2 separate regions of the Xenopus laevis genome follow, and region 1 is linked to region 2. Evidence: chromatin contacts called from public Hi-C data. All regions are on one chromosome and are shown on one strand. The core of a region is the stretch at or near the end of the contact, and the rest is flanking DNA. Distances in the headings are between cores, read along the strand shown.

Region 1 (5,389 bases), core at 580-3,079, 47 kb before region 2:
GCCAAAATGTTGCGGTCCCCCCAACGCTTTACTTTTCAGAGCTGGAATGGGATGAGGGGGCCATTCATCACATTTGTGATTTTGTGTGGGTGACAGAACACTCTGTGCTTCATTATCTCAGTGTAGAAGGACCAGTGGTACTTCTGGAAAATGAATGAGCTGTAGTTTGCAATGTCAATAAGCAGCAGTAATGGGCAGCAAGGTTTTGTGCTATGCTATAAGGAGTATAAATTTATGGAAGAAAGGGTATTTTTACCCCTTTGCAAACCACTGGTATGGCCTTGTCTTGATCTATGCAGTGGAGTTTTGCCAAAATCCAGCCCAAAATCCACCCCGTGTGGATACAGATACAGTCAATGTCTCTGTTGTCATTTTTCCAAGAGAGGAGAAAAGCTACAGTACATGTGCGTGCCATTAGCCTTAGGGGGGATTTAATTATAAGCCTTGGAACCAGGGGGCCAGCGGGACTGCGACCCCCCCCCCAGAATTTGTATCCCACCATGGAGCATGCTGCACGTAATCTTACCTCCCACCCCCTTAGTGTATTTTCATTTGATTAATATATAAATATATACTGTAAGGGGCTCTCTTTATATTCAACATAATGGAATCACTTCTGATTAGAAGAAAGTTAAATGGTTAAGGCTAAAAAATAAATTAAGAGTAAAGTTGTTGAATTTACTGCCTGAAGCAAATGTACTGACAGATACTTTTTAGCAAGTGAGAAAATACAATATTACAGTTATTAATACTACTAGTACTTCTAGTATCGTATATCCTTTAGGTGACTAAAACACTCCTGAAAATTAGATATGCTGTCTATACATTTCTCTGCAGTTTAATGTCTCACGTGTTACTCCAATTTTCTGTGTGTTGTACTGCAGAGCTCATGTAATACACAGTAGTATGCAGAGACTTCTCTGCGTACTATATGCCCATATCCTGCCTATTCACTTATTCTGCTTCTCCACTGGTGTAGGACTACAAAAAAGACCAGGCGCACTCAGAGATGCCCATTAGCCAGACTGGTATAAAAATAAACCTGTTCATATACACATTATGACTGCCCATAATCGACCAAAAAAAAAAAAATTTGGCTTCAGGTTGCATGCCCATACATAGAGTCTTCCTATTCCTTTCTGCAACTAATCTCACTAACAGAATCTTGTTAGCGGCAATGGCCAACATGAAATAAAATGGATTGCGGGGTTAACCCATTTCTGGTCTCAGTATCACTCTTCAGTGTTCTGTTTATCCCCCACCAAATACACAGATTTAAATGCATTACTTACACCCAGCTCCTGATTCAAGGGGTAATTAGCTACCTATTTGTGTGTATTGATAAGCTCCATTGATATGGTAATTGCCCCAGTGTCTTCCATTGTCTTTGTTAATCAACCTGCATAATTGAATCAGATAGCCCTGCTGGGGGAGCCCTAGGCAGAGGAGGTGGGATGGCATGTACATGGAGATTGCGTCTGACTAGTCTAGTAAGGACCACACAAAGGTGGAAAAATACCTAAGGAAACCTACCATACATATTTTTCAAAGCTAGGGCTAAATGGAAAGATGCTGGTCAGTGAGCATTGAGCACAGCAAAAGATGGTTGCCAGTAATACACCTACTGACTTAAGCTGCCCATGCAAAAAATAGATATCAGAGTAGGGGTGTATCTATATTGGAAGTAGTCCCTGGAACTCCTGGGGCCATAATAGCGGCGTCCACTATTGATTCATTTGACTAAACCCTTGAAGTAACAGGCAGTAAGTGCCAGGCCAAATTGTATTGGTGCCTTAGGCCTAGTGCCATGCCATGCCAAGCATACCCCCCCACCATCGCCAGTCACTTGCTTATCTGCACCCTTGCCAGTCTCTCAGGCACAAACACACCCCACTGCTGATGGTTGCTTACTTTGCAAACTGTCAGTTGCTAGCTCACTAATCCATTGTAAGTTGCACCCATTGTAAGTTGCACCCACCATCCCATTGTGCCCTAAACTGCCACCTCTGTTGCTACCCTTAGTTTCACCAGTGGCAGATGATATTTACAGTGTTCCCTTGTGTCCTTGCTACCTGTACTAATTGAAAAAAAATTTTTTGTCCCTTTTAGTGCTTTGAACTTGCACTTCTATGTATAAATGAGTCTATATTTAACAAATTCAGAAGCATTTCCTCATACTTTTGAAAACCAGACATCATGACACCTAATTATAATCTCTTATTTTAAAACAAAATGATTCATTCACAAAGTGGGATTGGAGATATAGTAACAAACATGTATACGTGAATATAATTTATTTATAATGTACTCATCTAATTTTAAGCTGAAGCCTTTTGCACTTTAGGGGAGTTCATAAACAGGATAGAGAAGAAGCAGGGCCATGGAAAGCTTGAATCCTAAATACCCCAGCTAAAACCTGTCAAATTCATGTAAAAGTCAATGGCAGAGGTCCCGTTAACCATTTGAAGATGTTTTTTGCCTTCATGATTTTCGGATGTTTTACAACTGATTTGTGTTCGAAAACTCGAGGTATTCGAGTTTTTTCCCCCTGATTGCATTCAGTCGAGTTTTTACATTTTGATTTTTTCATAATTAAGCAAACGTTCGAGTTGTGAGTTTATTCGAGGTGGAAAAAAACTCACCTTTAATAAATAGGGAGGATAAAACAATGTGTGTACCAGTTTAAGAATATGACACATATATGTCGTTTTCTATCCTTGTGACTTAGACACCCCTAATTAATTTACTGTTCACACTTAATAAATCTTAACTAGGTTAAAATAACAAGATTACCCCTTTAACTGGATCTCCTATAAAAAGATAAAAGAGAGGGAATGGCACTGATCATTGCAATTAGAGTTCCCTTGCAGGATGCATTTATTCAGACCTAGGGGTGAATTCACAAAAGGGCCAATAACACACATTTTGTGTAAAATGTTTGATTACACCAGAAAATCATAAATAACAATTCACAATTATATATTTTCTATTCCTCAAAAAGTTGTAAACCTCTTCTGAATCTCATAATGCCAGAAAAATGTTGCTGATAATGGCAGTTGGTGTAAATTGTAATCCCAATTTGTATGGAGAAATTCTGACATTCTGGAATGACAATTTAACTCCAAAGTGTGTAAAACCTCTGTGTATACAACCTGGATAAGTATATGGGCTTTTTAAAAGCATTGAAAATGTGTAAAAATGCATATATTGCAGTTTTTATTTTTTTTTTGCACATTAGTGCATTTTTTGTCAGTTCCAAATACAGACCTCTATTCTGAACGTGCACCAGGTGCAAGAAAATGCAGTATGCTCTGTCTAAACAAACGCCACTCTGAACACAATATAATGAAATCAATTAGCTAATGCTTTTAGCTACACTCAAACCTGCATCTCAAATGCATAAACAAACCAAAGCCTTGTTGTAAGAATGCTAAGGGGGTTAATTATCAAAGTCCGAATTTATCTCAGTATTTTTTGCTACAAACCTATCAAATCTGCTCTGGTTTTTTACACTTATTTATTATTACATTTTCCCGAAAATTTGCTTTGCAGGAAAAAATCGGATTTTCATGAAATTTTCAGACTTTTTTCATCCTATTTTCACTATTTTTTCGTAATTTTCACCTGAAAACTTCGGGGTATTGCCAGAAACCCAGTGCACATCAAAAAATCAATGGGACTTTTCCCATTGACTTATATGCAACCTTGACAGGTCTGAGATGCCGGATTTTCAGATTCGGACTTTTCCATCCTTGGGGTTTAATAAATTCCCGAAAAATTCATGATTTTTTAAAAGTCAGATTTTATAAGAAAAAAATCACAAATTTTTCGTGATTTTTGCATTTGGAGTTTAGTAAATAACCCCCTTAGTGTGTGATCATTTTGTGAATTTTAGATTCTTTTAATTTAGGTACTCGTTATTTTAAATTCAGTTTAACTATAATATTTGCTACTCCAACATCAGTTTACTCCACTTTTGCAAAACAACCCCCTAGTCAGTTTAGAATGTGTAACCACAATAGTTCTCAAATGGATTTTGGTGCAGTTCTATGCATTCCACAGCACAACAATGAACATCTTAATTGATCTCATGCTTCCCTGAGGGCCTGTACCCATGGAACAGAAACCAAAGCTGACTGCAATATTCAGCATTGGTCTCCACTCCGCCTGGGTATGGGCACTTAGTGCAGAATTAGGTTGCTAGCAAATGTTGCCACATAGTAAGAAAGCATAGAACCGGCAAAAAATGCATTTTTATAAAGCTAAAGAGTTCATAGCAGTCTACTGTTTGTGTTAGGTGATTTTTGCCGTTGAGCAATCCATTGTGTTTGTATGCAGATTCAATGAAGTATGCCTGTGTATGAGGTCCGTCCATGAATTAAATATGTTAATAAAAAAGACCATGGGTTCATGGGAAAATTATGTTCATACACCCCCCCCCCCCCCCGAATGCAGTTAAAAGATTATCCTAATTTTCCAGTCTCTGATTTGAAATCTCTGCCCCTGGAACTGTTAGCCTGCACAGAAAACCTCTGTGATCTTATAACCAGAATCAGTTCTCATTTCAACTTTTTCCTCTAAAACCTATGGCTTTGATTGAAACAGTCACCTTGCTTGTTCTTTATCAGAGCCACAATCAGGGGGTTAAAAGAGATTGTGAGGGAAGTGGCTTGTTTTGTGGGTTTTTATGATTACTGATATTGGCCATGTCTTCAAATATAATTACATATTCTCCCCATGACTTTGTCTGTTTCCACCACATGCGGCAGGTTCAGCTCAGTTCTTATATAGAGGCTATATATGAGGTAAAAGCACAGGAGCAATGTGTGCGTTGAAATTATTATCAAATGTTGTTAAAAACAATCGTTATGTGGGGAAAATGTTGGCTTTGTGTTTGACAACTTTTTATATTTGCCGACTTTCAGACATGTCAGTTCTGCAGTATGAAACCACCCCGTACCTGGTTACCTGGAGTCTTTCACCTGCTTCTTGTGATTTTCACCCAAATATTTTTGCCCCGGCTGTTGCTTTGCTAATGAACTCAAAGTCCTCCAAAATAGGCAGTTTCACGCAGAGCAGGGAATGTGAATGGGGGTATGGTCATAACAGGGGTCTCACAAAGGCATAACAGGCATGGCCAAGATGCACTTGATATATAATGTTGCTGTTTGGCATCTCTGCAGCTGAATGAAAATTATTATTATATATATATATGGTTTTATGGTTTGTTGTTATGAGGCAGAAAACAGCAGTATTTACAGAGTCTGTGCATCGCCCCAGCATAACACTACATGATAAGGAAAGAGAGAGACCATTGGGGTAATCTATGGCTTTTTACATTGAAATCCATGATATCTATCTGCTGTTCTGCAAGTCTCTAAACATTAGA
Region 2 (5,559 bases), core at 2,256-4,755:
TTATGCCAAAAGGGTTGTACAAACGGCTGTATTCCTCTTTGTGCCTCCAAACTGCAACTGGATGGGTGGGAAATGGTGGTTTGAGGATCAGCAAATACATTTCATACTTCATGCCAAGCATGCCACCATAATGTGTAGGGCCTACCTAGCATTATTGGTTTTGTACAAGGGGCACAAAACATACTGTTATATGTTACTTTTTTCTCCCAGTGGTCTCTTCTGGAACAGCACTAGTGGCTCCTGAGGATAGGGAAAACCATTTACATCTTGTACAATGTCAACAGATCAAAAGCTCCATTCTGGTTTGTGTACAGGAAATAAAATATTATGTTCCAAGTCCACATTCCTTATAAATAACTTTCTGAGTGGTACTGTATCAGATGCTTTTTCAAAAGCTAACTAGATCACATCCACTGCCATGCCAGACTCTAGGCTTCTGCTCACCTCATCATAAAGGGCAATTACAATTGTCTTGCAAAATCTATTGTGCATAAAATCATGTTGGCACAAACATTATTTCAGAATATTTTTCAGCATTCCCTATTACTGCTTCAAATGCTTTCCTACCACCATGAACGGACTGACATTCAATTGCACATTCTGCACTAATGACATGGATCCCCTAGACCCCGTCCAGTGATGGAAAGGCATAGGGAAGAGGGGCGGGTACACGAAAGTTGTGTCAGGGCAGAAGAGGGGTAAGAATTTGTAGCTATAAAGCTACAAATGTATTGTTATTGCAACTTTTGATTACTCCTCTTTCTATTCAGGCCCTCTACTATTCATATTCCAGTGTCTTATTCAAACCAATGTATTGTTGCTAGGGTAATGTGAGCCATAACAACCAGACTGCAAACTGGAGAGCTGCTGAATAAAAAGCTAAATAACTCTCTTGGATGGACACTAAGTTATATTGTTGTGGGTTTTTTTCTTTTACTTCTTTTAATATTTTATTTTATGGTTAAGATTATATCACAGCTCGTCACAGCTAAGCTGATAACTATGACCACAGTACATGAACGTATAAACAGCAATGTCATTACCCTCTCTTAAACTTACATTGTGACATTGATGTGTTTCTGCTTAATTCTGTATGTATGTAAATGAATACGCTGTGACACATATTATTGCTTTCTTAGTTTAATACATCACTGCTGTTTGATCTACAAAACTGTTCAGTAAAAACAACTGTAAAAAAGCTATAAATAGCTCAAAAATTACAAATAAAGCATGAAAAGCTATTGTAAATTGTCTCAGAATATAACTGCACATCATACTAAAAGTTATTTCAAAGGTGAACAATCCCTTTAAATCAAGTAGAAATTTGCCGCCAGTAGTGATGAACAAAATAATTTCACATTTACAGATTTGCTGAGAACATCAGCTTTTCGCGACCCCACATCAAAAATTCACCATGCGACTCATTTAGTTTTGCTTGACAAAAAAAAAAAAAGGCGCAACAAACACACATCATTCTATCCTTCTCCTCTTTTTCCACAATGAGATCTGAGCTGTCTTACTGTCTATATAAGGACATGCACGTAAATATATGGTTCATTCATTTTAATGTGGGATACAAAGCACCCAGATATTATCTGTTGGTTGTCATATTTAATATTAGTTGTGCCTGTGTTTATAAGCTATTAGTAATATATATAGTTGTGTCTGTGTTTATAAGCTATTAGTAATATATAAACTATTGATGGTACTTTTTGCTTAAACATTGAAACATACCACTGGGATGGGCAAATTTGACCCGTTTCGATTCGGCAAAAAATTTGCCGAAATGCATTCTATGGGCGACATATCTTTTTGGATGCGTGATGATTTTTTTTGACGCACATCATTTTTTTTGACGCGCAATATTTTTTTTCTCCAATTAAAGTCTATGGGCGTCATTTGCATGGTGAAACTCCCCAAAAAGATTCGCTCAGCCATATTTACCAGGCGACCAAAGGTGATGTCAAAAATCATGGGAGCCTTTTTTTCTATTGAAAAAGCAGTTGTAGCTTAGCGAATAGGAGCTACTCTAACAATGTAGGCCATGCATAGTAGTATACTGAGTGAAAAATGCATGTGATTTTGCCTTCCCATTGACTCCAATGCAATTCAACAAAAAAACAAAGCGCCCATAGGGGTACATACTAAGTAAACAAAATTCGCCAGCGACAGCTTCGCAGCCATCTCAAAATTCGCTCAGACAACGATATTTTACTAAAATGCAAAGTTATGTCCAGGGCGGCAATGCAAGCAACTCAAAGCAAAGATGCGCTTGCGTTCAATTCTACCTAATGCAACTTCGTTAGAGGTCTTCGATCAGGCTAATTTGGATACGGTGGGAAATTTAAAGTAGAATGGACGTATATGTTGCAGCAAATACATTACATTACACAAGTCCAGGGAACCTTAATAAATAAAATAGAGTTGTTATAATGCCCTACACATAGGCTCACTATATAGTTTATGTTCCATATGTTAGAAAATGTATAGGGGAACCTGGTTACCCCAAAAAAAATGTAAGGACTTTTGCAGGCTATCACTCTGAAAAAAGGAAAAGACGCCAGCGTTTTTTGGACTTAGAAAAATTTTCAACTAAAAATTGAAGAAGCCCTATCATTCAATTGCACTTCGTCTGGAACTTTTTCCACTAAAAAATATGATGTAAGTAACAGAAGAATGAGGAAGATCTATGCATTCCATTGCACTTCGCCTGGTCTGAGCTGGCGAAGGCAAGTCAGTTCAGTAAAATCCGCATCTTAGTGAATTTGCGAAGTAACGTCCATTCGCCAGAGCGAAAATACGCCTGACAATAGAGTGTGAATCACCGCTAGCGTCTTTCTCCTTCGCTAGTGAAGTGACGCCTGCGCCCGTTAGTAAATCGGTGAAGTCCCTGAAACCGCTAACGCTGACGATGCCAGCGTTAGTCACTTCGCCCTCTAGACTCTAATGTAGTTTGTTACAAAAATGTCGCAATATACAAATATATATACGTGACAGTCCATGAAAGCACTCACAGCAGCCGCCATGAAGCTTTTTTTTTAGCAAGTCTTTATTTGTGCATGGTGTATCAACACGTTTCGGCTCACCTGGAGCTGTCGTCCAGGTGAGCCGAAACGCGTTGATACACCATGCACAAATAAAGACTTGCTAATATACGCTTTATGGCAGCTGTTGTGAGTGCTTTCATGGACTGTCATAATAATATTTTGGTTAGCACACGGCAAATTGCTACATATACAAATAAAAAATTCAAATGCTAGATTAAAACCTACATACAAAAGATTGTATTATTACATTTGAATTCAAATAATTGCACACTACGTTTCCTAGTACATCTTATTTTGGCTGTGCTTCCATTTCCAGGGACCTGTCAGCCTAGCGACCGCGTTGATTGCTTAGTCACGGGACAGCAGCTTACTTGTAAGAGATAAAAGCTGAGCCAAGCAGGCTAGAGAGCCAATCAGAAGTTACTAATGCCATGTGATTCTCTAGCCCAGCAGTCATGTGATAGCTCATGCTTCCCCATGCAGTTCTGAGCTGAAAGGAGAATTGCTTGTTTTCCGTTTCGGTTCTGAGAAACTGCAGTGCAATGGCTGGTTTGTGGCTGCAGCTCTCCTTGCTCCTGCTGCCCCTTCTGGGGGGAACTGAGGGGGGTAAGTACATTTAGAATATACATGTGTTGCATTCATGGCGGATTAAACAGTGTTTTAGTATGAGACTAATATAAAGTGTCCTGTACTGAATGTTGCTGAGCGATATACATCAGTAACTATCTTAGTAATAGAAAACACCAATGATTCTTGGTGATCTGATCAGATAGTTCACTCTCTGACAAGCGGACAGGAATAGAACAGGAAAGTGAATGTTTTTACACTGCTTACACAGGAAATTTCATAAAGATCATTTTAGCACAGGGCAGCACCATAGAAAGGTGGAGAAATCGAACTCCTACGTGTCTCTCCAACTACAATTCTCAGCAAACTGAAAGCCTCTACATGTAATGCTAAGATCCACAGTAAAAAACAGCTGGACAGTCACAGAAATTACATCCCGGTAGTACCAAATGTCAGGCTTGTTAAATGTCAGGCTTCCATTGCAATACTCCTGAAATTTGGCACACCAAGTGTTAAGGGGAACACACTTCTCTTGCATAAGTCAAGTGTATGGCCATTAACGTGCTATACACATTTATTAAACAACAGTACGCGTGCTGTAGCGTGTTAGAACAGTAAAGGATTCTTTTTCTCCTGTAGAGTGTGTGTCAAATTAGTTCAGTTTCACACGGCTTCAGGGCAAGCCCTTGCAAAGGGAAATGTGTAGCGTGATACTAAGCAAGAGTTTCGACTCTACAGCTCACTTGCCTATTTATTTTGCTGCATAATGAAAGTAAATGTAATGCAACTTTCTAACACACAAAACAAGATTTAGGTATTTGTGTTTCCAGTTCTATTATCTGCACTGCTCGTCTTGACAGTGTAGCAGAAGCCAGCTGAACAAACTGCTTTCAACTGTGATTTCATTTAAAAAATACTTTTAAAACTGCTCACTTTTTAATGAAAATGCATGAAAAGTTGCCTGGAATTACACTAACTATGAGCTACTAGGCCTGCTCACAAAAAAAGAATAACATCTTCAGGAGGGGCCAGCACATGCACTTAGGGCCCTCCCCCCACCTCAACCCCTGGTAGGCCTCTCACCTGCTGCAAGTAACTTAAACCCTAGAAACAAATATGGATAAAAATGCCATAATTTATATACTGAACCTATTGCACCAGCCTTAAGTTTCAGCTTCTCAATAGCAGCAATGATCCAGGACTTCAAACTTTTCACAGGGGGTCACCATCTCGGAAAGTCTCTGCGAAATATCTAGCAGAAAATTAGGTTAGTCTGTAATATAAGCTGATGCATCTGGGCTGATTATTGAATTCTGATGCTAATTGCACTGGTTTCTGTGCTGCCATGAATTAACTACTTATCAGCCTTATATTGTGACATTTATAATCCATGTGTACTGTATATTGTGAGTGGGCCCCTTAGTTCAGTAAGTAACAGCAACACAGAGCATGTGCAGTGAATCAGCGGAAAAGAAAATGGGCAGCTACTGGGGCATCTTTGGAGACACAGTTCTTCACTGCTAAAGGGCTGTGGTTGCCTTGGGTTCGTACAGAAGCCCAAAACATAATGTACAGCATTTCTGGCCTACTTCTTTAGTAAGCTTTAGTTCTCCTTTAAGCAGATGGCTGGTGAGCTGTAAATTTCTTTTCACTGGTGTGGGGGACAACCATCCATAGAGCAGACCTTGTCCCTCTGTATCCCGAACCCTCCTGCAGCCACAAGGATTGCTACATGGTAGTTACGCCATTGTTTAATTACCTTTCCTTTGCAAAAATATAGTTTCCCCCATGTTATGCAAATAGCACCAGATTCACTATGTTTTCATTAATTTTGCAGTACAATAAAAGGCTTTGTCAGATCATCATCATTTTATATTGTGCTAACATACTCCACAAAGCTTTACAGAGATTATACATAATTAACAACAGTCCCTACCATAGTGGA

The links. Hi-C and Micro-C count contacts between places; a contact is called where the count stands out from the background.
Region 1: a Hi-C map of animal cap shows a contact between it and region 2, with 5 times the contacts expected there. The contact joins the enhancer-like site here to the promoter of prss16.L in region 2. A contact is called at or near these places in 3 of 4 Hi-C or Micro-C datasets (the XL177 cell line, the XTC cell line and animal cap).

The regions. Positions count from the first base shown.
Region 1 is chr8L:70,934,376-70,939,764 of Xenopus_laevis_v10.1, reverse strand. All of the region lies in intron 1 of LOC121397064 (a long non-coding RNA gene), which reads right to left. Among protein-coding and RNA genes, the nearest start is that of selenow1.L, 16 kb to the left of the region's middle. Within about 2 kb of position 1,829, at least 1 of the 7 cell types and tissues checked has an H3K27ac peak or open chromatin away from gene starts, as enhancers often do.
Region 2 is chr8L:70,888,724-70,894,282 of Xenopus_laevis_v10.1, reverse strand. prss16.L (serine protease 16 L homeolog) reads left to right here and starts at 3,505. Exons shown (of 12, transcript NM_001095749.1): 1 at 3,505-3,653. The coding sequence starts at 3,590.